Linked DNA regions of Mus musculus: regions 2, 3, 4, 5, 6 and 7 are each linked to region 1. The links are chromatin contacts, called in public Hi-C, HiChIP or PLAC-seq, Micro-C and promoter capture Hi-C maps. All regions are on one chromosome and are shown on one strand. The core of a region is the stretch at or near the end of the contact, and the rest is flanking DNA. Distances in the headings are between cores, read along the strand shown.

What was found. Promoter capture Hi-C pulls out the DNA fragments that hold promoters and counts their contacts. Hi-C and Micro-C count contacts between places; a contact is called where the count stands out from the background. HiChIP or PLAC-seq counts read pairs in DNA pulled down with a chosen protein or histone mark.
Region 2: a contact with region 1 is called in an H3K4me3 HiChIP or PLAC-seq map of embryonic limb bud, with 2.4 times the contacts expected there. The contact joins the enhancer-like site here to the promoter of Mex3b in region 1. A contact is called at or near these places in 7 of 39 promoter capture datasets (the 3T3-L1 cell line, cranial neural crest, embryonic stem cells and 3 more) and 8 of 115 datasets of contacts at active chromatin or transcription factors (astrocytes, embryonic forebrain, embryonic limb bud and 5 more).
Region 3: an H3K4me3 HiChIP or PLAC-seq map of forebrain shows a contact between it and region 1, with 9 times the contacts expected there. The contact joins the enhancer-like site here to the promoter of Mex3b in region 1. A contact is called at or near these places in 13 of 39 promoter capture datasets (the 3T3-L1 cell line, the C10 cell line, the HPC-7 cell line and 8 more), 7 of 484 Hi-C or Micro-C datasets (cerebellar granule neurons, cerebellum, cortical neurons and 3 more), 16 of 115 datasets of contacts at active chromatin or transcription factors (T-cell acute lymphoblastic leukemia, astrocytes, bone marrow-derived macrophages and 9 more) and 4 of 9 other capture datasets (adipose tissue, embryonic stem cells, embryonic tail and 1 more).
Region 4: a contact with region 1 is called in a promoter capture Hi-C map of embryonic stem cells, with 12 read pairs. The contact joins the promoter of Bnc1 here to the promoter of Mex3b in region 1. A contact is called at or near these places in 3 of 39 promoter capture datasets (cranial neural crest and embryonic stem cells) and 3 of 484 Hi-C or Micro-C datasets (all in embryonic stem cells).
Region 5: an H3K4me3 HiChIP or PLAC-seq map of embryonic limb bud shows a contact between it and region 1, with 3 times the contacts expected there. The contact joins the enhancer-like site here to the promoter of Mex3b in region 1. A contact is called at or near these places in 3 of 39 promoter capture datasets (the C10 cell line, hippocampal neurons and liver), 5 of 115 datasets of contacts at active chromatin or transcription factors (astrocytes, craniofacial prominence, embryonic forebrain and 2 more) and 1 of 9 other capture datasets (adipose tissue).
Region 6: a Hi-C map of CD8 T cells shows a contact between it and region 1, with 3 times the contacts expected there. The contact joins the enhancer-like site here to the promoter of Mex3b in region 1. A contact is called at or near these places in 12 of 39 promoter capture datasets (the 3T3-L1 cell line, the C10 cell line, the HPC-7 cell line and 7 more), 1 of 15 datasets of contacts at CTCF or cohesin (large pre-B cells), 15 of 484 Hi-C or Micro-C datasets (B cells, CD4 T cells, CD8 T cells and 7 more), 23 of 115 datasets of contacts at active chromatin or transcription factors (the HPC-7 cell line, T-cell acute lymphoblastic leukemia, acute myeloid leukemia and 19 more) and 3 of 9 other capture datasets (embryonic stem cells, liver and macrophages).
Region 7: a Micro-C map of muscle stem cells shows a contact between it and region 1, with 10 times the contacts expected there. The contact joins the enhancer-like site here to the promoter of Mex3b in region 1. A contact is called at or near these places in 15 of 39 promoter capture datasets (the 3T3-L1 cell line, 3T3-L1-derived adipocytes, the C10 cell line and 10 more), 2 of 15 datasets of contacts at CTCF or cohesin (the NIH/3T3 cell line and large pre-B cells), 21 of 484 Hi-C or Micro-C datasets (Sertoli cells, cardiomyocytes, cerebellar granule neurons and 15 more), 22 of 115 datasets of contacts at active chromatin or transcription factors (SST interneurons, acute myeloid leukemia, bone marrow-derived macrophages and 16 more) and 1 of 9 other capture datasets (embryonic stem cells).

What each region holds. Positions count from the first base shown.
Region 1 is chr7:82,864,998-82,869,111 of GRCm38.p6, forward strand. Mex3b (mex3 RNA binding family member B) reads left to right here and starts at 2,336. Exons shown (of 2, transcript NM_175366.3): 1 at 2,336-2,930; 2 at 3,759-4,114. The coding sequence starts at 2,654. Gm36584 (a long non-coding RNA gene) reads right to left here and starts at 2,299. Exons shown (of 5, transcript XR_003946820.1): 1 at 545-2,299.
Region 2 is chr7:83,845,957-83,850,070 of GRCm38.p6, forward strand. No RefSeq gene overlaps it. Among named protein-coding and RNA genes, the nearest start is that of Gm39043, 34 kb to the left of the region's middle. Within about 2 kb of position 1,930, at least 38 of the 459 cell types and tissues checked have an H3K27ac peak or open chromatin away from gene starts, as enhancers often do. A contact at or near this core is called in embryonic limb bud and liver, where this site is marked.
Region 3 is chr7:83,807,565-83,811,678 of GRCm38.p6, forward strand. No RefSeq gene overlaps it. Among named protein-coding and RNA genes, the nearest start is that of Gm39043, 4.5 kb to the right of the region's middle. Within about 2 kb of position 2,322, at least 102 of the 459 cell types and tissues checked have an H3K27ac peak or open chromatin away from gene starts, as enhancers often do. A contact at or near this core is called in the HPC-7 cell line, adipose tissue, bone marrow-derived macrophages and 9 more, where this site is marked.
Region 4 is chr7:81,990,572-81,994,685 of GRCm38.p6, forward strand. Bnc1 (basonuclin 1) reads right to left here and starts at 1,728. Exons shown (of 5, transcript NM_007562.2): 1 at 1,624-1,728. The coding sequence starts at 1,719.
Region 5 is chr7:83,701,576-83,705,689 of GRCm38.p6, forward strand. All of the region lies in intron 2 of Il16 (interleukin 16), which reads right to left. Among named protein-coding and RNA genes, the nearest start is that of Il16, 29 kb to the right of the region's middle. Within about 2 kb of position 1,971, at least 9 of the 459 cell types and tissues checked have an H3K27ac peak or open chromatin away from gene starts, as enhancers often do. A contact at or near this core is called in craniofacial prominence and embryonic limb bud, where this site is marked.
Region 6 is chr7:83,657,307-83,661,420 of GRCm38.p6, forward strand. Il16 (interleukin 16) reads right to left here. Exons shown (of 19, transcript NM_001360087.1): 12 at 3,492-3,979. Among named protein-coding and RNA genes, the nearest start is that of Stard5, 27 kb to the left of the region's middle. Within about 2 kb of position 2,220, at least 149 of the 459 cell types and tissues checked have an H3K27ac peak or open chromatin away from gene starts, as enhancers often do. A contact at or near this core is called in B cells, CD8 T cells, T-cell acute lymphoblastic leukemia and 16 more, where this site is marked.
Region 7 is chr7:83,503,329-83,507,442 of GRCm38.p6, forward strand. No RefSeq gene overlaps it. Among named protein-coding and RNA genes, the nearest start is that of Gm10610, 45 kb to the right of the region's middle. Within about 2 kb of position 2,128, at least 13 of the 459 cell types and tissues checked have an H3K27ac peak or open chromatin away from gene starts, as enhancers often do. A contact at or near this core is called in muscle stem cells, where this site is marked.

The DNA.
Region 1 (4,114 bases), core at 1,086-3,585:
TGTTCGTTTTAAAGGAACAGCAGTGGACCCCAAAAGGAAGCTAACATGTTGTGCTTGCAAGGTGAAAACGGGCTTTTCAGAACTGCCTCTTTTGTTAACGTTTAAAAATCAGGATATCACGTTGTAACCCAGACTGGTCCAAAACTCACTATATAGCCCAGGCTGTCCTGGAATTGGTTGAAATCCCTGCCCTCCCTCACCCTCTCAGATGACAGGCAGGGGCCTCGCGGCCAGGCTCTCTTTTGCTTCTTGCCGTCATGAATGCTCTTTCATTACTCTTTCTAGGCAGGGCGCTTTTGCTCCAGTACCTAGTTTAGGGTCCTCAAGTGCACTCCTTCCTCATTCACAAACCAATTTGACTCCGAGTTCATAAGCAGGAATTCTCTACTGGTCAGCGAACTCTCTCTGCACCACCATTTTCTTACCCCCACCCCCACCCCGTCCACTCCCGCCCCTTATAGAACTGATTCTTTGAAGAAAAACACAGCCAGCTTGGGGAAGCTGACGTAAACATCCTGAGGAAATAGCCACAGTAAAGCCGCACCTCAGCCTCATTTCCCTAGGGAAATAATCAGCACCTCTGCCCCGAGACAGCTCCAGGTGAGTTTGGAGCTTGGGATCACCTTCGCACGCTTGGAAGTGCAGGCGCTGGCAGAACAGTCCGCTCCCAAGTGCACTGCCAACCATTGTCACTTTTAACCACCCAGGCATTGGGCAGGGGAGGTATTGTGGATAAAAGCCGAGGTGCGGGGTGATCCCTTTTTTCTGGGTCCCTCAGATCTGCCCCAGGTCCCCAGGGTCGCCCCCAGCGGGGAAGGGGTTCTCCAGTAAACCAGTCTGCGGTGTACACAAGTCGCCTCGGAATCACCAGGAGGCGTCTCTCCCGGCAGACCTTAACAGGATTAGGGAAAGCCTGGACTACTAGCCTGCAGGGCGCAGGGGCGCGGATAAACAGGCGGGCTCCGGGAACAAAGGACGGAGAAGCGGATGCGCTTTGAGCAGGGAAGGGGCGTCCTCCTCTCGCAGGAGGGAGATGCGCCGAGGCCCGAACCCCGCCCCGGCCCGCCCCTCAAAACCTCCTTTCTTTTCGCTTGCGCTCGGAGGCTATCGGTGGAGAAGCCAGGAGGGGGCGCAGTTCGCCTTGGCCGCCCGCTAGTCCTGTCGCACCCTTCCTCCGCCGCCTCCCCCAACCCGAGAAGCGCACAAAGAGCGCCAGGCCCGACCACACACCTCCCGGCGGGGCCGGGCTGGGCGGAGGGCGGGGCCGGCGCGCTCTGGGCTCCTCTCAGGCACTGCGCATGCCTGACCGCAGGGAGGGGCGGGCCTGGGAGCGGCGGGCGCGCACGCCCTCACTGTTCCCGGGCAGTGTAGGGCTGGCGTCCCGGCAGTGGGCGCGCGGCGCTCGTGCGCGTGTGGGAGCCCGCGGGGTCTCAGTCCGCGCGCCAGGCATGTGCGGGACCCTAGAGGTCACCTGCAGCGGTGCGGGTCGGGCCCTTTCTGCAACCGGTTTCTGGTTTTGGCATTCGTTCTTTCAGGGCCACTTGGGCAAAGTGCTACCCAAGGGGACGGAAATGTGAGCGCGCGCGCGAGTGGCAGTGTGGGCGGGCGTGTCTTTTGTGTGGCGTGCGCTCCCGCGCAGGTGGGCAGCTCGCGCCCAGCAGTCACAATACCAATGGGGCCCAGGATCTCGAGCCTTTGGTTCCGCGTCCCAGGGTTGGGCCGCCCTGTGGTACAGATACCTTGTACAGTATACCGTCCACCTAGTGGTCGCGTCGGCTCCAGGGATGCTTTATTTGGGGGCAGTAACGGGACTTTAGAAGGACCGCTCTTTGGAGCTTGGCGGCTGGCATCACAGTTGGGCGCCTTTTCTTCTCAACCTGGAGAGGAAAGAGACTTGAGGACAGTGGTTGTCCTCGGCTGATAGGTACATATAAATGTCCCGAGCCAGCCGGTCCCGCATTAGACAACAAAGAGAGGCGTTCGCGGCGGCGGCGGGGGAGGGGCGCGGCCGGGAGGAGGCCGGGGCGGGCTGCGGCGAGCTCGATGGGGGTGGCGCTGGCTCCGCTCTCTCAGCCCCGGCCTCCGCCCGCCCCCGGCCTGGCGCGCGCCAATCGCCTCCCCCAGCGATAGTGTCAGTAGCATTGTAGTGTCAGCTCCCGCCGGTGACGTTGCGCCTCCCTCGTCCCCCTCCGGAGCCGTCTGGCTGCAGAGGCTCAGTCAAGAGGCGGGTAGGAGAGGAGGAAAAAGCGCTGAGTGAGGGCGGGCGGGAGGGAGGGAGGGAGGGAGTGGAGGAGCCGGGGAGGGGCTCCTTAAAGAAACGCTGCTGTCGCTCGCCTGTTCGCTTTGCGCTCGGCATTGTGGCCAGCCAGCCGGGCACTCGGGGGGCACGCGCGGCCGCCGCTCGAGCTCTGCCCCCACCCCAACCGCCAGCAGATCTGGGGTGGGGACCCAGGCGGGGGCTCTTGCAGCCACTGCCCGGTGCGGATTGCACGCAGAGACCCACTCCTCCGAGCGCCGAAAAACGAGCCACGGAGCCCTCCGCAGCCGACCGGCCTCCCCGCCCCTGACTGCCGGCTTCCCGGCTGCCTTTGTGGCTGCACCTTCTAGCTGCCGAGCAGAGAGCCGGCTGGGGCGCGGCGCGCACGGCGGAGCGATGCCCAGCTCGCTGTTTGCAGACCTGGAGCGCAACGGCAGCGGCGGCGGCGGGGGAGGCGGCGGCGGGGGAGGCGGCGGTGGCAGCGGCGGGGGAGAGACTCTGGATGACCAAAGAGCCCTGCAGCTTGCGCTCGATCAGCTCTCCCTGTTGGGACTGGACAGTGATGAGGGCGCCTCTTTGTACGACAGCGAACCGCGCAAGAAGAGCGTGAACATGACCGAGTGCGTGCCGGTACCCAGTTCCGAACACGTCGCGGAGATCGTAGGGAGGCAAGGTGGGTCCGGCAGGGATGGGGACCGGAGGGGTGTGTAGGATCTCCGCCACCGCCTCACTGTGAGGGCGGGTGCAGGAACGGGAGCTGTGGCGCGGGGGAGCCTTGGGGAGGGAGGAAGAGCCGCGCGATGGGCCGGCGCACTAGACAAAGAAAGTGCAGGCAGGCTGTCTTCCACAGCGGCGCCAGTGCCGCGGCGGGATGCACTTTCTCCTGCTAAAATCACTGCCTTTTCCTCTAGTGCTCCAGACTTAGTCCACTCTAGGAAAGATGTTTAAAATATAATATACTGGGGGAGGGGACCTCTGGTGGTCCTTTGGGAGGGGGCAGTATGGGGGGGGGTCGTCCGAAGGGATGAGGATTCGGGATTTCTGCAAAGCGGAATGGAATAGAGTCCAGGGAAGGAACAATGGGTCCCAGGACTGCCATTCTCTTAACCCCACCCCTAGTCCTCCAGAGTCTAGGGATCGCGGCTTCCCGGGAGCCCCTGGTCTTCAAGGCAATCAGTGTGCTCAGTTGGATACCAGCAGCATCCCCCTAGATGACTTTTCTGGGGTTCTGCGCTTTGCTTGGGACGACTGCAGTTACCGGGGGAGGGCCAGGCAGCCAATGGGCTATTTATTCCTCGAGCGTTTCGAGGACAGAACCGGCGGTCCAGCTCCTAGCGCGGTTCGGGGTCAGCGAGGGAGACGCCCCCTTTCTCTGGTCGCGTGTTCTGCTGCCCAGCTGCCTTGGGCGCGGGCTGTCCCGGGTCTCCGCGGTTATCCTGGGATAATGGGCGTGTCTCTTTCTCTATTTCTCCTACTCCCTCCCTTGAACCCTGGCTTCCAGGTTGTAAAATCAAAGCTTTGAGGGCGAAGACCAACACTTACATCAAGACCCCAGTTCGCGGGGAGGAGCCTGTCTTTGTTGTGACGGGCAGGAAGGAGGATGTGGCTATGGCTCGGAGGGAGATCATCTCTGCCGCAGAGCACTTCTCCATGATCCGAGCCTCTCGTAACAAGAACACGGCTCTCAACGGAGCTGTGCCCGGACCGCCCAACCTGCCGGGACAGACCACTATCCAAGTGAGGGTGCCATACCGCGTGGTAGGGCTCGTGGTGGGTCCAAAGGGCGCCACGATCAAGCGCATTCAACAGCAGACACATACATATATTGTGACACCCAGCCGAGACAAGGAGCCAGTT
Region 2 (4,114 bases), core at 680-3,179, 980 kb after region 1:
TTAAAGACACATGCTATAAAAATGTAGGCAAGAAAGACAAGTATTAATAGATATTGCGCTATTTTCCTTCACTATGCTGATCCTTGGATTGCTGGTCTTTGATTCTCTGTTCAAGAATGAATGTCTGGGGCTCAGGATGTAACTCAATTGATAGAGTGTATACCTCACTTATATGAAGTCCTGGGTTCTCTTCTCATCTCATTGCTATATTAACCTGGTATGGTCATGAATGCCTACAACCAAAACACTTGGAAGGTAAAGACAGAACAATCAATAGTTCAAAGTCTTCTTTGACTACAAGTAAGTGCAAACCCTGTCTGAGCTACATGATATCCTATCACAGTAACACATGAAGATCCTCTAAGAGATCATCCAAAGTCACCCTGACCTAGAAAGGCTCTCCCTTGGTCTCCTTTTAGGTTCCTGAAGGATCTTACCTGAGAAATCTCCTTGTCCCACTCTAACTGGTGACTGCTTGACTACAGTCTTGTATTGTGATTGTCTAGTTCATTCATAGGAAGAGAGTGCCCTACTTGTCACTTCCATTACTTCAGAAATCTCCAACTCCCTGGGTTCTCTGCCTCCCTCACTCTCAAACCTCCAAGTGAATAGGTTACCTACCCTAAGGCACAAGGTGGGAGGTGCCTCAGTAGGTCTCAATGAGATTGAAGCTAGCCTAGTCTTCATTGTGAGTTCCAAGTCAGACAAAGCTGCAGAGTGAGACCTTGTCTCAAAAAACATTTCAGAGCTACACTATTCAACCTGGGTTTCACAAAATATGAAGACCCCCATGAGATGTTAATAGGTATTTTTTTAATTCCTCTGTTAAACTTAGGTGATATTGAATGTAGTTTTATTATAAATCATCTCAGAGCTTTTAACAGGCTAACATTTATCACATGTATCACATACAACTAATGAAGGGCCTGGCATTTACGAAAGCCCTGGTCTGGCTTACCAGGATTCCCTGCCCTCGTTGGGCAGCAGCTGGGCATTCTGTGGCTGAGTGCATCTTTTCAAAGGAGCAGCAGATCCCTCCCTCTCTCTTGAGTTCTCTTTGTGCTGCCCAATTGTCAAGTCTAGCTAGGGAAGGAAAATGACTGTGTTTCAGATTGAACGGTCCTCTTCCAGTTATGCACAAAGAGGAGGAAGCCCCCAGGTCCCAGGGCCTCCAGTAAGCTTCATCTAGGGAGATAGGCCAGGAGGCATAACTGGTAGGACAAGGACCATCCATTATTTCACTCCTGGACAGATGCCTCTGTCCACCAAGTCTGGGTTGCTGACGCTTCAAAGCAAGGAAGAAAATGGGCAGGAAGTAGAGGAAACTGTAAATGTGGCTGGAGGGAGACACATGCACACATATATACACACAGAGAGAGCAGGAGGGGCACGGGAAGAAGTGGGTGGGGGAAGGGAGAGGAAGCGGGGAGAGAAAAAAGGAGAGACTAATGCCCTGTGACTACCCTTCTACTTCAGTCCTCCTCCCTTCCCTCCTCCTTTCCCTCCTCCCCAGGGTCCTTACCTCCTCTTTCTCTTTTGCCTCTGCTCAGCCTTAAGCTAATTGGTTCCATTTCCTCTACTGAAGCTGCCTTTCCAAGCCCAAGAAACCCCTTAACTCATACCTAGGATTTGCTCTGAAGAGCTTTTGGGGAACAAGTAAAGAAGGGTTCAGGCCTGACTGAGATTAGGCCATTGGGATTCATAGCCCTTTGGGGTCACATTTACAAAAAACTACACACCTAGCAGGCATAGTAATAAACAAACTTGGCCTTCAGGGCTCTTAAAACAAACTTCCAGACAAACTCAGTCATAAAACAAACAGAAAGGAAACACACGCCAATGAAACAGAAAGTCCAAATATAAAGTCTTAGCAGTAATTACAGAGTTGTAAAGTTCAAAGTCCTGAGGAGTGATTAATAAGCAACTCCCTGCCCCTCCTCCCATCTCAGAACTGAACACTGTCTGCACAGGCTCCACACACAGCCCTCAGCATACCTCAATGGTGAAGGGCAGGAGGCCATTTCCTTACACAGACTCATTGCAATACCGAGCCCTAACTATTTCTGAATATAAAGAAATAAACTGTGCAAACTTACAAAGAACATGAGCTTTTATACAAGAAAGGGCCTTAATGAACCCGTAGCCTATTAATTCAGCTGAACTGGCTGCCTAACAAGGCCCAGAGATCCTTTGGTCTCCATCTCCCTCATGCTAGAGTTATAGGTATATGCCACAGCATTCAGGGTTGAACTCAGATCTGGTTTAAATCCCCAGGCCCACTTGTTTCATGTTTGAGCATTTTCAGTCATATACTAAATGGTTGGTTTGGGTATTTGGTCAACGTTTGGTATCTGCAAGGGGGCCAGTTTAAGTTTTATTCTAGAGGCTAGAAAGATGACTCAGCTGTTAAAAGCATTGGATGCTCTTCCAGGGGACTCGAGTTTGGTTTCCAGCATTCGCATGGTGACTTAGAACAATTCATAACTCCAGTTCTAGGGGATCTGATGTCCTTCTCTGGCCTCCATAGGTATTACCCATACGCAGTGCACAGACACAGACATACATGCAGGCAAGACACCCAGATACATGAAATACAATTTTATTTTAAAGATTTGTTTTAAGCGAACAACTTCAACATGTAAATAAAATATAAATCATTGAGTCCTCTTTCCCTCTTTCTTTCTTTTCTTTTTCTTTTATTTTCTCTTTAAGACAGTGTCTCACTGAATATTAATGGTTGACCTTGAACTTGCTATGTAGACCAACTCTACTTGGAACTCACAGAGATCCACCTGCCTCTGCCTCTTCATTGTTGGGTGTGAAGGCATGCAACATCATGGCCAGCAACAATTTCATTCCTCTTCTGTCTTTCTTTCTTTCTTTCTTTCTTTCTTTCTTTCTTTCTTTCTTTCTTTCTTTCTTTTCTCTCTCTCTCTCTCTTTCTCTCTCTCTCTTTCTTTTCTGTTTCTGTTTCTGTTTCTGTTTCTGTTTTTGTTTTTGTTTTTCGAGACAGGGTTTCTCTGTGTAGCCCGGGCTGCCCTGGAACTCACTCTGTAGACAAGGCTGGCCTCGAACTCATAGATCCGCCTACCTCTGCCTCCCAAGTGCTGGAATTAAAGGCATGTGCCACCACTGCCCGGCACAATTTCATTCTTAAATCCTTCATAAGCTTATTTTGCTCATACTTCAAACGTTATTAAAGTTTTCTTCTACAGTGAGAACTTTGGAACATTGTCATACCTTGTAGATATGACCAGGTGTTCCATACAGTGCTGGCTTTGGGGGCCTGGAAAGGAATTTAAAGATCTGGGATGTTCTCCAGGCCAAGCCCAAGATATTGCAGAATGCCTCACATACCAAGATCCTGTCATACCTGTGTCGGCGTCTGCTTGATCTCTTCCCTCCACTCCACCCGCCCAACATCCAAACTCCTATGATGGCTGGGGACAATGTGGGAGTATGAAAGTTGGCCAAGGTCCTCAAATTTCACCTCTTGTCCCTCTTTCTCTCCTTTGAACACCAAAAGGACTTTTTTTTCTACAGTCAGCTCTCTACTATTTAAACTTTCCCTTACAGGCAGGAAAAACACAGAGAAGCTAGATTCAATAGGGAAATTGTCAGTTTTGAGCTAACATGTTTTGTCTGATTTTTATTTCACGTGAATATTCTTCAACTCCATAAGAACACTTTCTACCCTTCTATGCCCATGCTCTGAAGGTTCTTTTGTGTATCCTGATCAAGAGACATGCTTGACATATGTTGATTTTGAGATCATTCTGACCTAATAGATAGAGGATGACAAATATCCATATAGCTGTGTACAGAGACACTTTGCTTCTAATCTCTGCCCAGTTTTTTCTTTTTCTCTGCTTAGCAGCTCTTTCAGTAGTTAAAGTGTCCCATGACATCATGGTTACTATGGTGTAGTTACAGCTTGAATGTGCTTTTCAAAGATTCTTGGTTTAGAAACTTGATTTCCACTATAGTAGAGTTAGAACTCATGGGATCTTTAAGAGACAGAACCTCATAGGAGATCATTATTGACCATTCCCTGCTCTCAAGTCTCCTAGTTTATCAAGATCTCACACACACACACACACACACACACACACAC
Region 3 (4,114 bases), core at 1,072-3,571, 940 kb after region 1:
AGATTCTGCCTGCAAATATTCCATCTTTTCTGTTCTTAGATCTGCCTCCACTCCCTTGCTTGCCCCAGTAAAAGGAGCTTGGGATATCAAGATGACTGCCTTGGGAGGGAATCTGGGGCACCTGAACAGGAATGGGGAAGACAGAGTATGAGGCTCACTAGAAGCCACAATCAAAAAACCCTTTTCTGAAAAGTCAAAGTTATCTCTGTCACACGCACATCCCTACCCACTCGTAACAAAAGATCAGTCCACTTTGGTGTGCAAGGCTCTTGAGCTCCATCTCTGTTCGCCTGCCTCTTCTGCTAAAAGGTTCTGGATCCTTGCTGCCTTCAGAGAAGCTGCCAGCATTTCTGCAGGCTAAAAGCTCCCACCAATGGAGCTTTCAGCATTCGATTAAACATCAAAACCTTCATTGTCCACGTTGGCATCATCTGCTCCTTTCCTGTTTGAAACAACATCTAGTGTTCATTTCTTCTCTAAGAACCTGCCTATAAGATACTGGATGAAGGGAATTCGGAAACCAGCTCTATCACTTGCAGGCTAGGTGACTTTGTACGTTCTTTTCCTCCTCCATCCCTCTGCTTTCTTAGCTGGAAATAGAGATTGTACGGATGCCTACTTCACTCCTTCACTTCAACTGTTAAATGCCTTAAGGCCTGTGAGTGGATCTGAGCAATGCTGGGTTCATCCTGAGTGCTCAGAGTTGCCTCGGCTTTCTTTGCAATGATGTACTTCTCTGGGATTCAGTCCTCTAATGACCATGCTGCCATGGGGTTGACACTTTTAATCTTTCAAATCCATAAGTGCCCGGGCCTGGCAAACCTGAATTAACCTTCCTTTAGCTGCCGCCGCTCCCTTCACTTCAGGGTGTTCTGTGCTTATAGAATTTCCATACTGTATTCAACCTGAAAGACAAAGTTCTTCCCTACCAAATTATTGTCCAGTTTAATGACCTAGGGCCAACTTGACTTCTGATCCCATCTCCTGTCTTTTTTTTCTTTTTGAGATTTTATTTATTTATTATATGTAAGTACACTGTAGCTGTCTTCAGATCTCATTATGGATCGTTGTGAGCCACTATGCGGTTGCTGAGATTTGAACTCAGGACCTCCAGAAGAGCAGTCGGTGCTCTTATCCGCTGAGCCATCTCACCAGCAACCCCATCTCCTGTCTTACGATTTAAGCCCTGGGTCTTGAGATATCTGTAAACTATGCCAGGGTCCCTTGTGTTTTTCTACCAAGGACGAAAGCCTGTCCCTGTCCTCAGCAATCAAAAAAAAAAAAATCTATCAAATTGCTGGGACCCAATTTTCTGATTGAGTTTTTATAGTACAGTATGGATCACCTTCCTCTAAGTTTCCTGCAAGAGATCTTGTACAGCTACTGGCCTAGAAAACCTGAACTTGGCCGCATCTCAACACTTTCTCTGACCCAGTTCTAACCCATCAACTCAGGGAGATCACAGCCAGTCTTCCTGATCCTTTCCCTGTGTGCGAATATTGTAGGCCCATTATTACTTGTGCTAAATAAACCTGGACTTCTTGGCACACTTCTCCTGCCATGTGGCAGAGTCATTTGTTGGCTCAGTTCGGGAGCATGGCGAGACTCAGTAGCAATGGGATGCCAGTCTCACCCTAGTGTTCCAGATGGTACTTGCCGCCCCCAAGTGTGCCTGCAGAGCTACAAAACCTTTTGCCAAGGAAGGGAGCCTTGGTGTGGCCTACAACAACACAGTGAGGTCAGTTGGTCAGGTGCATACTTCAGATTCCTGGAACCGATCCAGTCATTGTCTCCACGCTGAGCTTCGGAGGGTGCCACTGCTCATTAATCAGCATCCCACAGCATCCCTGCCAGAAGAAGCAAGGACAAGCAGAGGCACTGAGAAAGATCAGGGGACAGCTCCAGGGGGATCTGCGAGAGGACCAGTAGTTCCTGGCTCTTCCATTATGAATGTGTGGCCATGGGCTAGCAAGTTACTGTTGCCCAGAGTCCCCAGAATCACCTCTGAGACCACCAAGACTTCATACCACCATCAGTGCTAGGTAAAAATTAAAAGTAGAATATTTGGCAGAACAGCACATGTGTCTGCCTCTAACCCAGTGCTGCTTCCACTTCCTCCTCCTCCTCCTCCTCCTCCTCCTCCTCCTCCTCCTCCTCCTCCTCCTCCTCCTCCTCCTCACTGTTATAACTTCTGCAGGGAACCCGGATGGATCAGAAGTTCCTTGGGGAAAATTAGCATGACCTGGTACAAAACAAAGCCCACAGAACTAAGTATCCCCCCAAGCTACTTCCTCAAACACATTAAACTGGTATCAAGTTACTGACTGGGTAGTTCGGACTGGCTCAACCAGCCCTCGGTTTGAGGAAGTGAAAAGAGGAACCACTGTCTTTGGGAAGGACAAAAAATTGGGAACCTAAGGAATACACAAAGGCAAGTTTAAAGCCTGGAAATAAATACCTGGCAATGGTAGGTGTTTTTAGAAGATCCCAGGTTGGGAAGGTGGCTGGGTCAGTAAAGAGCTTGCTGCTCAGATATGAGCAGTTTCTAAGCAAGTAGATATTCGGCTCAGAATTTTGTACTCATGCCAAGGAATGGACCAAAATTCCCCTTGACTCTCTATTCTACAAGGAACCAGTGCTCCTCCCATTCCTGAATAAAGTGTTCCAGGAGGGGCAGAGGCCAGTGTGGGAAGTCTGGCAGGAAGATGTCTCCTTTGACACTTGAATGACAGCGCAGCTCTCCGGGCTGGTTCTCTCGAGTGACCCTCTCCTCTCCCCGCTGGCAGGCTTCTCTCTTCGGAATAAAGGATAGGGCAGGGCTCCTCTCTGGTGTCTGCGGCTGGAGATAAGTCCTTGATGACTCCAATTTGGGAGATACATTTCCTATTTATGAGGAAGCCACGCACCCCCTGCCCCAGCAGGAGGGACTGGTCTCCCACCCTTGGCAACAGTGGGAAGTGACTCCACCCACCCTTCCCCAGCCCTGGGGGATTCCAGCAGTTGAAAGGTCTGAGCTGGAAAGATAAACATCACCGCTTATCCCTCACTCCCTCATTGTTCCCCTTGGAAAACAGAAAAGGAACCGGGAAGGGAAAGAGGCTGCACGGAAATCCATCCGTGGGGTTGCTAAGGGAAACAGCCTAAAATGGTACTGGGGGGATCCTCCCTTCCTCCTCTCTGACACCCTCATCCACCCATTCAGCAAAAGAAAGAAAAAAAAAAGAAATCCCAAACTTTGCTTCCTACTTCCAAGAGGAAGCGTCAGTCCCTAGGCCCTGTCTCAAACCTTAAAGTCACAAAGTTAAGTACAAGATTGCCAGGGGAGACCTGATTTTCTGTTACTTAACAGCTCTGTAGCCTGGTTACCTGTTCCAAAAAAGGGAACCTGCTAGCCTGCCTCTCTCTTAACTTTGTTCAACACAAGCGCGGGAATCCTTAGCCTCAAGCAAATGCTTCCTGTGTTGTAAGAAACTCAACTCTTAATGCTCTTTCCAAATGCAGAGGGCGAATTCTTTGTTCCCCTACAAACCCTCATTTGAACTGTTTTCTCTGTCGGAGAAGCTCGGCTGCTGAAATCCTTTCCATCCTTCCTAGCAAATCCTGAAATCTCTCTCTAAGAAGCCAGCGCCGTTCTGACAGATCATGGCAGAATCAATCTCCTCTCTACTGGACTCCTCAGCCTTCTGCTCTTCACGGCTCTCTGGTTTTAATTAATTAAGGTTTAATGTTATTTTATTTTATGTGTAGGAGTATTTTGCCTGCTTCCATGTGTGTGCCTGGTACCTGTGGAAGCCAGAAGAAAGTGATACAGTTACCTAGGCCTGGAGTTACAGAGGGTTGTAACCCACCCTGTGGGAGCTGGGAACTGAATCCTGGTCCTCTAGAAGAGCAGCTAGTGCTTTTCACTGCTAAGCCATCTTTCCCACTCCTGTTGTCAGGTTTGTGGCACAACCTGAAATTCAAGCTCTTTACATACCAGCCAGAACCCTCAACAGACCAACTGATTCATTTATGGCCAGAACCATTTCCTCACTACACCCATTGCCTGGCACTCAGCCTGGGCCATGGTTGTGGTAGAGGTGACTGTAAAAAGGGTTAGCGCATGGTGGCACAT
Region 4 (4,114 bases), core at 478-2,977, 880 kb before region 1:
TGAAGTAATGTGCAAAATTACACTTTGATGCATACAATTTTAAGAAAGGTATAATAATATGCATCAACAAATTTGGGGAGGGGCGAATGAGAAAGTTACATGTTTCACTACTTAACAAAAGTTTTAACGCACAAACATCAATTTGTAAACTAAACCTCTGTTAAATTCGAAAAGATCCCATGAAATCTAACAGCACAGTGAAGACAACGAGCAAGTAAAAACAGACTGCCAAAAAAGATTTGCCAAAATGCTGTTTTTCAGTTCACCTATACTGTCACACCAAAATCTTGTTGCTTTAATAAGAAAAATTTACTTCTTATTGTTGATATATCTGTTCTGTGTTTCCATGCAGTAACAGGTTCTCTCTCTCTCTCTCTCTCTCTCTCTCTCTCTCTCTCTCTCTCTCTCTCTCTCTCTCTCTCTCTCTCTCACACACACACTCTGACAGGGATTCCCAGGACACCAGTGGGGCCTCTTTCAAGCCCCTTAAGTGTTAACAGCAGAGGCCTGGCTGTGACCAGGCGTCTGGCCCGATTTAAATGCCCTCATCTTCAGAGGTCTGCGGTGAGCCTAGCCATAAAACTAGGGGACATTACCGAACCCCAGAGTGTCTGATCTTCCCCCCCCCCCCCGCACTGCATACAACTTCACTCATACAATTAAGGCTGCTAGTTGGCATTCCATTTAACTGTCAAACTCAGGCTGGTGGCAGCCCCACAGCCACAAAGAGATGCCTTAAACGAGAAGAACATGTTTCTACACCGCATTTGAGAAAGTTTGGCTCCGAGCTATGTACTGATTGATATCAGATCTCTCTCACTTGCCTCTCCAATCTTGTCACATCTGGCTGACAAATCCCCAGGAGTTTATCCGAAGTCGTGAGGCCAGTAGGGTTAAGGGGCTCCCCTGGGGAAGCAGCGCCCGTGGACAGCGGACACCCGAAGCGGATGCTGGGGTACGCCCGGCTGGAACCCCGCTGCGGGGTGGACAGTCACTGGGCCACTAAGCACCTCACCTCTGCATTGCCAGGATCCCTTCCTGTCACTCTCAGGTAAACCATCTCCAAAGAGACTGGACCTTGGCCCTCTGGCTTCCCCATCAGCATCCGGATGCGCTCCTCCAAGTCCCTGAGCGACCGGAGGGCACGAACACCCCTCACTGTCCCACGCTCGACAAGCCAGGCGGAACGCCGGCAAACCAACGCACTCCTTCAGCGCGGTTCAACTGCGAGCATCCGTCCTCTTCAGACACGTCTAACTAAGCTGACGGTTTGCGGCGCTTTTGGTCTTTTGTCTCTTCCCTTTTAAAAAAGCAAGGATTTGTCCCTCAGGGGACCGGCGCCCCCTCCACGCCCCTCGGGCGTCTCCGCGACTCTCCTCCCGGGATGACCGAAGGTCACGGCTTGAAATACCAGACAGATGGACGTCCCTGCGCCAACAGCGGTTGGACAGGGGCTCTGGGGTGTAAGAGAAACGGGGCGCCGCTCACGGGTCACCTCGCTGCGACCGGGCACAGGCTGCGAGGAACTGCAGTTCGGCCTCCCGGGACGCACACACGGCGCCGACGACGAGCAGGTGGCCCTCGTAGGGCGGCCCCGCGCCCGTCGCCCGCGCGACCGCTTACCTCAGCCATCCTGCAGCCGCTGCGGAGCCGGCCTTCCCGGCGCGCGTCCCCTGCCCGGGCCGCTCCGCGTCCGCCCCGGCTCGGCGACCGCCGCATCCACGCTCTGGCCGTCTGGGCCACCCCCGCCCCCCCTGCGCAGGAGAAGTGGGCGGCTCCCCGCGGCGCCGGGTGACCGCGCCGGCCCTTGCGCCCCTCGTGCACCCTCGCGTCCGCCCCGCGCCCCGGGGTCCGCCCCTCCGCTCGCCCCGCCCCGCGCCCCTACTCCGGCCGCCGGGGGCTGCGGGCGACGCTCGAGGGGGTGTGGGGAGGCCACGCAGAGTCGCCTCGGTTGAGGCCAGGCCGCGGCCCCCCGCGCACAGCGGAGACCTCGGCGGCCGCGGGCGCGGAGGTGTCTGCCCCCGGCGGGCTTGAAGGCACTTGTTGAGAAGGAGACAGACGTGTCGGTGTTTGCCTCTCCCCGGCGAGGGCGAAACGCTCTCTGAAGTTCCCTGGCTCTGCTCTCTCGGGCTGATGCAGCCTCCCTCGCCTCCCCCGGAGGCGCCTCGGGTCCCGGTGTGGACCAGGCAGAAGGCTGCACTGCCCCCGCCCCCACCGGGAACTTTTTATTTCCACAGATGTGGGGACTTGGGTCGGGTCGTGGAGGCTTGATTGGGAACTCAAACACCCCGGTCTCTTGTGTGCTCTGTGTTAAAGTCCCGGTGTTACCGCTTGCCTGGGACAGGTGACTTCGCTCTCAGAGTTGGAAAGCGGGATTAGACTTAACTAGGTTCTAAGGAGACACGGAGATGAAGTGATAAATCAAACAAGAGTTTCGTCCCCTGGGAGCCGATGGGGAGGGGCTCGCCAGGAGAACCTGCTTTCCGGGGCCTGAGGACAAAGAAAAAGAATCCTTCGGCCCTAAGAACAGGGGAAGATTGTCCACAGCTGGTGTGAAACAGAACCAGGTTTTACTATATAGCTCTTGGGCAGGGCGGGACCTGAGACCTGAAGAGAGGCCAAAGTGTTTGGCTTTTTGGGTCTGTCCTTTTTAGAAGTAAGAGAGCCTAGACTTGGAGTGGCAGGTCCTGTTTCTTTTTTTTTTTTTTTTTTTTCTTTTTTTTTCCCCCAATTTGTTGCACCTGCTTCGCTGCTGGTGGGCGTCCTTGAAAAGGGAACACAGTCCTGCACAAATCAGAGATGCCGGGACAAAGAAAGAGTTGCAAACAGAAGACAGGATGCCAGTTACCCCACGTGCTGACAACAGGCTTCAGAGGGGGGAAAGGTGAGAACAGGACACATGACAGAAAAAAAAGTGTGGGCATCTGTGCTGCACGGGGTCCGGAAACTGGACACCTGGATTTCCCCCAGGTGCCTGTTCTGGGTCTACCTGGTGGTACTTTTCCTTGCAGGCATGAAGTTGCCTAGCCATTGCGATAACATTGACCTGGAGATGCGCATTAATATTGCCACATGGCAAACTTCATTATGAAGCCTTGTTTTATTAATGACCAAGCTAAACTGGTTGGTTACCTTCTGTTTGCTCTTTCCCAAACAGCTACAGTCCACCACACCACCCAACGTTTTAGGCCTTTCTTCTGGTCCTTTCTTTTGTGGCTATTGTTTCAAGGTGTTCTCTTCAGAGAGGATTGTGTCCCTGGCTCAGAAGCCTTCCCTGACCCACCAGGCCTCCACTCCACATATTTCTGCACCCTTCACTTGTTTCTGCCTCCCTCCATGCTTACTGCATTTTGAAGCCTAGAGGTGTTTCCTTGTCCTAATTTCTTGGCCATTGCACATCTTAGTGGATTCTGTGCAATGAGTTGCTGTAGCTGACAGGACACTTGCTTAGGAGTTAGAGTGACCTGGGCTTGTTCTCAACAAGTGGAAACTGCTGGAGGAAGCTAGCCAATTCGGTCTCCCTTTTCTGATCTGTAAAAGTGGACCTGAAACCACCTCTAAATTCAGGCTGGCAAGCTAAATAAAATAATCTCTCTTACTACATGTAGAGCTTATTTTTATTAACTAAATTAATTAACTAACTCTTGTAGAAGTTTAGAACATTTATATTTCCTTGTTATACATGCACCAAAATGTCTAAATCCCAGTAAATGGTCCATTTAAATATTCTAAATGTTTTTCAAAGTTTGTGTTCATTGCAAATGATTTAGTAAAGCCTTCCACCAGTGACAGATACTGGAGTCAACGTGTTAACTTTATTCCTGCTTACAAACACAGGGACGATTTGGGATGGGTTTGAACACATGAAAACAGGCTGCCTCTCTCAAAATGTATTACATTTTACCTACAGGGAATGAATAGGTCTAGATGAAAATTACTAATCAATCTCCCGAAGGTTCTTTTAGAATAACATATCTTACAATACAACGTGGCTTCTGAAATCGCTCTTAGCACACTCTACTGAGCTAATGGGCTGGCTTCTCTCTACCACCTCTTGGAAACAGATACTCAGAAACAGGGAGAAAGAAGCCACTTGTGGCTAGAGGAAGGCATG
Region 5 (4,114 bases), core at 721-3,220, 840 kb after region 1:
ACTTATATCATGCAAAACTCAGGCAGACTGTGTGGGCTTTCAGCCTTCATCCATCTACATTAGAATCATGGAGATATCACAGTATTGGGAATGGAAATGGGATGACTAAGTTCTTCAAATTCATTCCAGTGTTTTAATAAATGAGAACAACTCTAATAGCCTCTTCATGTCTACTAGTTAGTTGTTTCATTTGCATATTAAAATATTTTAATACATAAAAATGAGGTAGGTGGCACCTGAAAAATAACACCCCAAGCTAACCCCTAGCCTGTACATGAGTGTGCAAACAGGTGGGCCTGCATACACATACACAAGAATCTCCACATGTGTGAACACGTACATATATAACCATACATATACACGAAAATTTTGAGTCTCACACTAAAGGTAAAAATGTAAGGCAATGAAACTGATTTAGAAAACAGGCTGAAGATTTCTCAAAAAAAATGTTTTGTTGTGAATTTTCAAGATAGGTTCTCTTTTTGTGACTCTGCATGTCCTGTGACTCACTATGTAGAACAAGCTGGCAGAGCAATTTACCTGCCCCTGCCCCTGCCTCAGTGATAAGACTAAAGGCATGTACTACTATATACAGAATAATTTGTCAAAAAAATGAATACAGTATTATTTCACTCCTAGGTATACTTTAAAAAACTGAAAACATACACCCATGTAAAATTTCACACAAATGTTTAAAGAGGAAGTATTCATAGTATCCAAAAATAGAAAAGTACTCAGCGTTGATTAAGTGACAGATAGGTAGCTTGGTATATGCATACATTATAATATTATGTGTCAACTACAAGTGATTAAGCGATAATACAGTCTGCAATAAGATGACTGGAAGTGTCATAGTAATCAAAGTAAATCAGTGGAAAATATCACTTATGTGTGACTCCATTTATGAGATGTCCAGAACTATGCTGATAGGAATAGAGTAAGTATGATCATAGTCTCTGAAGCTCATGGTCTTATGGGAAACGGGGGTGTGACAGAGGGTGGGCTTTGGGGAATTTCTAAAACCTATGGGGTTTCTTTTGAGGTGGTAAATGGTTTTAAAGTTAGCAGTGATGATTGTACAATTCTACAGACATGCTGCTGAAACCACAGAATATTATTCACTTAATTATATGATATATGACCTGTATAATAAAACCATTCAAAGTGAGCCATAGTGGTATGTGCCTACAGTCCTAGAATTCAGGAGTCTAAGGCAGATGTTTTTAAAACCACCCATGAGTTCAAGACTAGCCTGTGTTTCATAGCAAGATCACATCCTATCTGTGATGGCCATCAAGAATCCTAGTATCCAGTCTCCAAGGAATATCAACCACTTCCCAAATGATTCTCAACTCTGTCTCTCCACATTCTCAGATATTATTGTAGGAAATAATTGTATAAAACACATGTGGATGTTGGTAGAAAGGTGCCCATCACCACACTTGTAAAACAGGAAACACTGGTAGGTGGGACATTAAAGGACAGGGGAGGATCATGCTTTCCCTGGTTTGGTGACCACTGACTGTGTTCCTTCAGCTAAAGCCAGGTAACTGTTTAACTGTTTTAAATGGGATAGAACCCTGTCTACGGAAAGGCACCACCATCATGCATAGGCAGCAGCTGGTGGCTGCACTAAAGGCTGTGGAGCAGCTTCTTTGCCCGGAGTCTTCTGTGGCTCTGAGCTTATTCGATGAGTGGCTGAATTTGGACGTTGCTGTTTGTAATCTAATGGGATACTACAGAGCAAGAGAGATCTCAGCTCCTTCCTAAGACCAGAGCCTAACAGGACATTCTCTTTGTATCAAGAGGATGATTCAAAGGATTATCTCCTTATTTTAAATATGGAGTAGAGTGGATCCATGCCATCCTGAGGTAGTGAAAGGAAATTATAGTCCGGATACAGCCCTGAATGGAAGCAGGGAGTCCCCGGAGAATTGACAACTACCAGTGAGCACTTGCAGGCGCTTTAGCCTAATTCATGCCACATGGACTCGCAACCCTCCAGACAAGAATTTGGTTAATTCTGCTCCAGGCTAATGATACCCCAGCTACCCCACCAAAGCAAATTTGAATCTTCTGTGAAGGCACCAGCACAGACTGTGCCTACAAAACACCCACAGAGAAAGTGATGGGACATAGGAGCCATCAGAGAAAACAGTTCAATGGAAACAAAGCTCCCCGGAGCATGCCATGATTAGAGAAAGCCAGGAGAACCACACACATGAAAGCCAGGCCTGCACACACTGCAAACTGCACAGTGGGCACAGCACACAATGAAAATTCGACAGGCTTTGTGCTTTAAAGACATCAAGGAAGTGATTAGAAGTTCAGAGGAGAAACAGAAAATTTCTCAGCAGGCTCAAAAAAAGAACTGAATAAATTAATACCCAGAAGTTAACAGGCTGAACAGGGTGTTTAGAGAGGACTGAAGGCAAGGGAACAGAGCTGGGGCATAGTTTTGAAAAATACCCAGATGGCAACACAAAGGTGTGGAAGATACTAATGAGAGCTTAAAACAAAATGTGACACAGTGACAAGTGTATGCATGCAACAAATTTCCATAATGAAGAGACCTGTGTCATCTGTCTATCTTCCATCACCTATCTCTTATCTATTATATATCTATCTATCCATCTATCCTCTGTCTATGTATCTATCTATCTAATACTTCACATGACATTGGTTGAGAGACATTAAACCATAAACTCATTTAACTTGGCAAACCCTAAGTAAAAGAAATAGAAATTAAAGCATAACAAAAAGTTTCTGAGAAAAAGTAAAATCCCCCAAACAAAAACTGAGCTATTTAGTTTTTAAAAGCGGTAGGCAAGATGGAGGAGATGGCTCAGTGCGTAAGAATACTTTCTGGGCAAGCATGAGGGCCTGAGCATGCATCTTAGCACTAAAGGGAAATGCCAGGCATGGCCATGTGTTCACCTCTAATCCCAGCATTTGGGGGGAGGGATAGAGACAGAAGGATTGCTGGGAGCTTAGCCACCATTCTAGCTCCAAGTTCAGTGAGAGACCCTGTCTCAAAAGAATAAAGAAGTTGAGGCACTGGCAAGAAAGCTCACCAATTAAAAGCACTGGCTGCTTTTACAGAGATCAAGGTTGAATTCCTAGCACCCACATGGTGCCTCACAACTGTCTACAACTCCAGTTCCAGGTGATCCAATATTCTCCCCTTCAGGCCTCTGCCAGCATCAACCACACAAGGGGTGAACAGATATACATACAGATGTACATGCTGGCAAAACAAGATAGAACATACATATACATATTATGTATATATATATATATATATATATATATATATACATACATATACACACACATAATTGTGTATGTGCATATGTGTATATGTATATATGTGTGTGTGCACATGTGCCTGTGTATTTCCTTTTACTGCCATTTCTCTAAATCTTGACACAAAAGACAGAAACAAATGCTAAGCAATAAGTCTGTGAACAAAGATGGAAAAAATTTGGTGAAAATGCCAGGTGAAAAGGCCCCTACATAATAAAATTCATCAAATTTTAGATGTTCAAGCTATTTACAGGTGATGCATTATATCATCTCCAATTGGTTACTAGAAGTGTGGATGGCATACATATATATATATATACCAAGTGTATATATATATATATATATATATATGTGTGTGTGTGTGTGTGTGTGTGTGTGTGTGTGTGTGTGTGTGTGTGTGTGTATGGCAGAGAATGATAAAGCAAAAATCTGACATCCTCCTCCAGCCTTTGTAGGCACGTGCATCTGCAATTACACCACACATACACCATATAAATGCAAACCACATACACACAAATTAATTAATTGTTTAAGAGCAGCAAGCAGAAAGAAATGAGAAACTGCCTTCCAACAGGAACCAATTAACTCACTTCTCAGCAAGAACTGTGTAAGACAAACAACAGGAAACAAGTCATTAAAAACCATATGTATGTTTACTTATATGTGTGGGGTTAAAAACAAAAGAACAGAAATTAGATTAAAATTTGGGTACCTACTAACATGTACATACAAGCAATACTAAATAGACCTAGCAGCTTGTGTTTATATGTTAATTCATTTATATACATATATGTAACATTAATAATTA
Region 6 (4,114 bases), core at 970-3,469, 790 kb after region 1:
AGGCTATACAACTTATATACAATTCGAATTGGGCTTTGAAATGAAAGCCGTGAAGCTTCATATTAAATTTTACATTTCCAGGGTCAGATATAATGTATGTACTTATTTGCCACTCAAAGCAGAAAAATCCACGATCACATGATCACTACAACTTTCCATCCCCTTTCCAACTTGTTCTCACCACCTGCATCCAATCCTTCCTTGTCCCTTATACTCAGCTTTCCTCTTTCTGTCTTTGTGTGATATATCAACACATTTGTTTACATGTGTATATATAGTATTGGCTAAATCCAACATGCTCTCATATAAACATGTGCTTTACTTCTGAGACTCTATGGCTTGGGTTAATAGTATACATTCTATGTCATCTGTTTTCCTGAAAAAACTTTTTTTCTGATTTTTTTTATTTAACTTTTCTTTAGAGCAGAGAAATATTCCATTTTGTGGCTATCCCTTTCTTCTCTTCTCTTCTCTTCTCTTCTCTTCTCTTCTCTTCTCTTCTCCTCTCCTCTCCTCTTCTCTTCTCTTCCTTTTTCTCTCCTTTTTCTTCCTCATGTGTACTTGTATGTATGTGTCCTTGTTCCTGTGAGTATATGGGTGTAGAGGCCAAAGGGACTTCAGGTGTTGTTCCTCAGAAACTACATACCTGTGTTTTGAGATGGTCACTCGCTGGTTCAGAGTGCCCCAAATAGGCAAAGCTGGCTGGCTACCAGCCCCAGGGATTTGCCTGCCTCTGCCTTTCCATGTTGGTCTTGTGATGTTGTTTTTGATGTGGGTTCTTGGACTGGGCCAGGACCTTATGGTTCTCTGGAGCTCCTTTATTGATTAGTTGTCTTCTCAGAACCCACATTTTACCTTTTAATCAACACCTCTTACGTTGCATTATCTTTGGAAAAGGTCTTTTAAATTAATCCCAAACTTAATTTGATTTCTACACAAAATTTATTCAGGCAAATGTTCCCTGGCTCAGCACTTGGTGAATGAGGGGAGAGGGAGGAGGTAAGGCAAGAGGATGAGAGATGGGGACTAATCAGAGAATACAAAATCATTTTCTTAAATGTGAGTGGTATTTTAAGACAGTGTGGGTGCCCACAGAGCTCCCACAGAGGCCGGATTGGGCATCAGATCCACAGGAACTGGAGTTACCGGTGATTACTAGCCTCCGTGTAAGTGCGGGAATGGAGCTTGGATCTTTTAGAAGAGCAGCCAGTGATCCTGAGTCATCTCTCCAGGTTCATGGGAAGTATCTTGAAGGTCATTTGGGTACAGGAAATTGGGTTACCTTCAGTTACATTAAATGTAACCTGTCGTACATATCTGCTTGAGAAGGGTCTTAGGACCCTAGAGAGAAAAGACTACAGACAGAAACAAGAGAAGAAGGTAGGAAAAAAGAAGGGAAGAGGGAGAAAAGGGAGAGAGAAGAAGGGTTGAAAATGGAATCACAGGCAATAAGATCCATTGAGAAAGGTCTGGGAGTGGCCAAGGCTGTTAAGAATGGTGTAGAAGGTCAACTGCTTCCTGTTTTCTGTCAGACTAGAAGCCTGTCTTTGTGATCTCTCTGCCAGCACAACAATGCTCTGTTGGTTGAGTGAATAAGTTACAGAAGGGTCTACTGGCCATGTGGGATGATGCAGAGAGGACAAAAGAGCAGCCACAGAACGGCCTTTGTGTTAGTGTGGACCATATTGCTGGTGTGAACAGGGAAGGAAGCCAAAGGCAGGGCAGATTGCTCAAGATGTGGGATGCTGAACAGAGAAATCAGAGAGAGAGATAGAGAGAGAGAGAGAGAGAGAGAGAGAGAGAGAGAGAGAGAGAGAGAGAGAGAGAGAGAGTGCACATGCTCGCACATACATGTGTTTATATTTGTCTGTGTGCTGTCTTAAATACCTTGGCTCCTTGCCTGGCCTTCCCTACAGAACACCTGCTTCCTCCCCTGGCTGTCTTACTTGGCAATGCTCCTTGCCCGACATGTGGCCCCACCCAATCAGGAAGCCAAAGAGATTCATCAAGGCACCTGTTCTCCTTTCCTGGGTCTGCAGGAGGAAAGCAAAATGTCTACCCTTTCAACATTTCCTTCTGGTTTGCCTTCTAGATTCTGCCTCAGATCCAAATGAAGTGTTTGCTGAAGGGGGAGTCAGGGAAACACATTCACAGGATACCCCGCCCTCTCTGGTTGCTAGTCAGCCCGGCACGTTCAGCTGCCTGAAAGTCTGTACTTCCTGTTTGGTAACACAGCTCCTCCTTCACTGTGTCTTCACCAAGGAACTCAAGAATTTCCTTCCCCATCCACCTCACTGAAGCTTGTCAATGGGCAGTTTGACAAATCTCCTGCTTTCTTCTAGGGGATTTCCAGAGGCCTTACTTCACCCCTAGCAGCCTTCACTGCACGCCTCAGCAACACAAACTTAAGTAAGTTCTTCTTCTGTGAAACTGGGAATCTCACCCTCAGACCCGGGGAAGGATGAACTAAAACAACGTGCGTGAACATATCTAGCATAATGCCTATGGTGGTTTGAGTAGGGACAGCCCTCATAGAGTTGTGTGTTTAAGTGCTTGGCCAATAGGCACTGGCACTAGTAGGGAGTGTGGCTTTGTTAGAGTAGTTGTGGCTTTGTTGGAGGAAGTATGTCACTGTGGAGGCGGGCTTTGAGGTCTTATATGCTCAAGCTATGCCCAGTGTGGCAGTCTCCTTCTGCCTGTAGATCAAGATGTAAAACAAAGCCCCTCCAGAACCATGTCTGCCTACCTGATGTCATGTTTTCCACAATGACAGTAATAGATTAAACCTCTGAAATTGTAAGTCCAATTAAACGTCCTTTATAAGAGTTGCCATGGTCTTGGTGGCTCTTCACAGTAATAGAAACCCTAAAACAGTGTCCTTTGTTGAAAGGGCTCAAGTTTCAGCAGCTGCCTTCCTGTCTACCTACCATCCTTTGGGTGTAAAGCTAGAGGAAGAAGCTCCAAGAGAAGTTATGGTGCTGGAGTCTTCAATATACGGAAGGGAAGATCTAAGTCTCACAACAGCCTGTAGAGGGAGCCACTCAAAAAGCCCAAAGTAGCAGCTAAGGACACCTAGACTTAGAGAGGATGGTTTCCGAGTCTCCCCACCTCCAGAAGGCAAAGTTAATTTCTCGCGAACATCTTGTACTCCCACAAGCAATCATTCTCCCTCTGCTTTAGCTATTGGGGTGACTACTTGTGGTTAGCAGAGCATCTCAGATTCCTGGACTCAGCCTCCCCACCACAAAGTAACCCTGCTGCTGATACACCAGCGCGTGAGCCATGTGACCCGCGAGTGTTACTGCCAACAGTTGGCAGGCCCGGAACTTCCGGTTTGGTTCTGCGAAGCTTCATATGTCTCTGCACAGTGAGCTTAAAGAGAGTGCTTCTCTATGCCAGAGTACAGGAAGCCTGCAGACATTTCTAATGCTCAAGGGCAGCAGCTTTGCATGTTGCAGGGGACACACGTCCCACTGAGCACACCCTCCTACCTGGCTGCAGGTGGGCAAGGTGTGCCCAGAAGGGTCTGTGACCTTCTCTTTCTCCTCCAGTTTCTTCTGAGGCTCGCTGTCATTTTTAAAGTATTTTCTGGGTGGAGGCTTGGGTTTGGAGGATGTCGGCTTTCTCACCAAAATCTCAAAAGATTTCTTCAGTCTCAGTGGTGGGTGGCTCTCTCTTTCCAAGCTCTCAGGAAGGGGTGGGCTCTCCTGCTGAGGCCTGGATGGGACCCCTGGGCACGGCTCTTGCTCCTCCCCTGGGGACAGGCTGGGACTGTGTGTGCTGCCTTCCCTCTCAGAAGGCTGTGGCTCCGCACCTGCACTGCAGGGACTTCCCCCTGGTGACCCAGACATGTAGCTGCTGTCACTGCTGGATCGGACCATGATCTTCTGGGCCCTTCGATGTGGGGGCGCTGAGTGCTTCTCACGTTCTTTCTCCAAGGTAGGCCGCCCATGCCAGCTGCTCTCCAGCCTTTTGACACCTGCATGGTAAGCACAAGGAAACATTCAAACTGAGCCTCAAAAGACCAGGTGGACCACAGGCAGCACCCTGTGCATCCAACTGCTCTAGTAGAAGACTCGTAGCCTGGGTAGCCTTGGGTTCAGACTCCGATGAG
Region 7 (4,114 bases), core at 878-3,377, 640 kb after region 1:
TTCTTCTATGGATTCTGCCTCAAGCTCCTGCCTTGAGTTTCTGCCCTGATTTTCCTAGATACTGGGTTTTGACCTAGAAATGTAAGCCAAATAAACCCTTTCCTCCCCAAGTGGTTTTTTTTGTCTGTGGTATTTTATCACAGCAACAAAATGAAACTAGAATGGGCTAGGAGGGTGGGTAAGTCAGGAGGAGGCAAAGACAGCTTTCCCTCAAGCAGCTATCTCCACTCTACAAAGTTCATCTCAGGGTGAGTAAAGGTTTTAATTTTGACAGAATTATTTCAAATAATACGTTTTTGAAGATCATCTGTTTGCTATCTCTATTAGAAAAATTACACATCTAGATCATGATCACCAGTGGAAGAATTCTTGCTAACAACTCACACCTCAAATTCATTGACCCCTTGGAACTAACTATAAGGTTCAGGAAACGCAGCATTTGGGAGTTCAGAAAGGACAGCTAAGACCATGGAGACTATGCAGGGTGAGATACACTGCCCCTCCAATAAACGTCAGAGGACACTAAGCACCCGGAAGGTGGAGATCTATAGAGCAAAACACAATCAGATGATGCTCCAAACAGATGTTTGTAAACTGTGTTTTTGACTTGGGTTTGAATAGATCAAACTGCCTATGTGTAGATAAAGAGACATTTTCAATAGTGCATGTGGAGTTGGAGGAGCAGCAATAACTGCAGGCTGACAGTGGTAGTCTGGCTAATTATTTAAAGAACTTTTGTCTTTAAACTGTGCACTCTGAAATATGGTAAATTAAAGCATACAGAGGCCGAGGAGACAGCTCAGTTGGCATAGGGCCTGTCTTGCGAGCATGAAACCCAGAATCTGAGTCTTAGAACCCAGGTTTTAAAAATCAGGTTATAGTTGGGCATCCTTATGATCTTCGTGTTGAGGAGTCAAAGACAGGCAGATCCCTCAGGCCGTGACCAGTCAGCTTGGGCTACTTGGTAAGCTTCCAGGCCAATGAGAGACACTACCTTAAGAAAGCAGGAGGCCATTGCCTGAGGAACGACAGCCAAGGTTGATCTCTGGTCAACACATGTACACACACATAAGTATACACATATGCACATAAACATGAAATGTTTATCTTTTCTCCAATTCAGACAAGTCATGCTATGTGTCTTATGCAGTGAATGGGACATAATATTAAAACACACATAATATTAAATTACCTAAGAACTCTTGATTGTAGGTTTTAAGTTATTCCATTTGAATCTTTCTATTCTTTTCTTTTTATTAAATCGTCTTTAATTTTAGGAGGCCCAAATGATCAGTGTTTATACTATTTCTGAGCCAGTTTTTTTTCTAAATGTCTATAATATAAACACTTCACATGGAATTTGTATCTGTTACTTTTCTTGCTACTGTGTCCAAAACACCTGATAGAAGCAACTTAAGAAACATTTCTTTTGCTCACAATTCCAGAGGGTTCAACCCATGGTGTCTTGGCTCCATGCGCTGGACAGGTACTAAGATGAATGGTGGGAGTAGTGTGTAACAGAGATTGCTCATTTCATGGTAGACAGGAAACAGAGGACGAAAGGTGTGGAGGCCGGGTACAGCCTCCAAAAGTGCATCCTCAGCAACCCACTTTTTCAGTTAATCCTTACTCCCTAAAGTTTCCCCACACTTCTAGAAATATCACCACCAACTGAGACCAAGCTTTCAATATCCAAGCCTATGAGGAACATTTCACATACAAGATATAAACAATATGGTCTTTTTTTTTAATTTTCTGGGAGAAAAGAGTTTATTGCATCTACCAATTTACAGCCCATGATCAAGAGAAGCCAAGGCAGAGCTAAGAGACCATGGGAATGGTGCCTACTGGCTTTTTGCCCCTGCTGGGGCTTGGCCAACTTTTTAACATGACCTAGAAAAAAAAACCCACTCAGGCTATTTGTGCCCACCCACCTCAAAATAAATGAAGATAGTGCCCACAGACTTGCCCACACACCCACTGATGAGGACATTTTCTCAGCGGATCTTTCCCAGGTCTGTAAAGTTTACAACCAAGATTAGTCATCTAATGGCCACTACTTGTCCATAGGACAGGCAAACATGTCCCAGATTCTGGGCTCTCCACTGCAACAGAGGCTGAATCATCACTAATGTCTCTCTTGGCTTCTTGCAGTGCCAAACCTCAGCTTTTCTACCAGACCTCTTCAATGCTGCAGCTTTAATTCTGCCAAAACCAGTACCAACTGGGAGATTTGCACATTACCTAGATCAACTGCCAGCTCGAGATGCAGCTTGGACCCCTCTGGACCACAGCTTCTGTGTGCTGCCTAATCAGAACTGAATCTTACTAACTCCGTCCTAGCTAGCCAGCACCTGATAAAGCAAAGTTTATCTTTCTTTAAGCCTCAATCCAAAATATCTCATGAGCTGTACTGATAGTCTTCACTTGTTGCTGAAATGTCACAATCTACACTTCCATCTCCCTCATCTGCCTCATCATTGTTTCTTGTCTGGCTTTCTTTTATTAAAAATAATTCTTCTCCCTATAGGTCTCACCCATACTGGGCCAGGCATGGCAGGAAGCAAATAAATAGGTAGTGAGTCGGAAGAGGAAGAGAAACAAGAGGCTTAGGATGAATGGGAGACACAGGACAGTTGCTGGGCTTGTTTCTTGAGAAATTTGTCCTTCAATAGAGCCAGAAGCAAACACAAGTGCCAGTGGGCCTATATCTTCTTGCTTTGAGAAGACTGCCCATGGTATGAGTTGCTGTGACTCCCAGAGTTGTATCTTAGCCCAGAAGAAGGGCAGTATCCGCAGAGTGGAGCCTCACAGCTGACTCATCATGTACGGCTGTGTTTGGCCCACTTGCTAATCTCTCTAGTTGGTTGTGGTGGTGGTTCTACCCTGAGACTGAACGACTCTATGTTGAATTACAGGGGTTTTTTTTTGTTGTTGTTGGGGGGGGGGGGATTGCTGTTGCTGTTGTTGTTGTTGTTGTTGTTGTTGTTGTTGTTTTGTTTGTTTTGGTTTTCTGTGCTGTGTTTACTTTTGTCCACAGATTTATTTCATTTGGAATCTCGTTTAGACAAATATTTAACCAGCTTACCTTTCAAAAGAAGATATCATTGCTAATGAGGCACACGTGGGTAAAAACACTACCATGGGCAAATACGTGATGGAGAGATGGGAAAGAATGAGAAGGGGTACAGGTTGTACACTACTAAAGGACGTGGAACTGGAGACTTGAGGGTGATGAGGAACAGCCTGATGTGAGTAGCCTGCACTGCTACCTGAGGTCATGGTGAAGCCCCACCACATGCTACCACTGAGGGCCATATCTAAATCTGTAGCCATGTAGCATCCAGGGTCTGTGTTGATGTCTATGGCCTATGTTACTACCAAAAGCCATGTCTGGGGTGTCACCTGGGCCATGTAGATGAACAGAGATAGCCCCCTTCCAGCCATGCAGTGGCATGAACAAGAGAGATACCCAAACCTGCCCCTAGCAGCCCATGGCAAAGTGGAAGTGAGCTGGCCCCAACACTTGCCTTGGCAAAGTGGGAGAACTGGCCCTATTGGTGTGGACACTCCAAGTCAGCTAACACCCCGGCCCAGATCCAGGATTTGAGTTAACCCATCCCAGCATCTACCCTAGCTATGAACTACTAGAACATGTGAGAGGGCCAATCCTGCACAAGTGATGAATATCCAAGAGACGTCCCATTGAGCTTCCAGTGTTGAAAGTATAGCAGAAGACAGAGTTCTCAATCCAGACCAATGACTCATTGCAATGAACATTTCCAAGTGAAGCTGGACAAAAGGGTATATTGTGTGACACATTGTAGTTTTCATTGTGAGATTTTTGTTCTGTTTTGTTTTGTTTTTTACAATCTTTTTGTTATTAGATATTTTCTTTATTTAAATTTCAAATGTTATCCCCTTACCTGGTTTCCCCTCTGAAAATCCCCTATCCCCTCCCCCTCCCCCTGTTCACCAACCTACCCACTCCCACTTCCTCACCCTGGCATTCCGCTATACTGGGGCATAGAATCTTTACAGGACCAAGGGCCTCTTCTCCCATTGATGACCGACTAGGCCATCCTCTACTACATATGCAGCTAGAGCCGTGAGA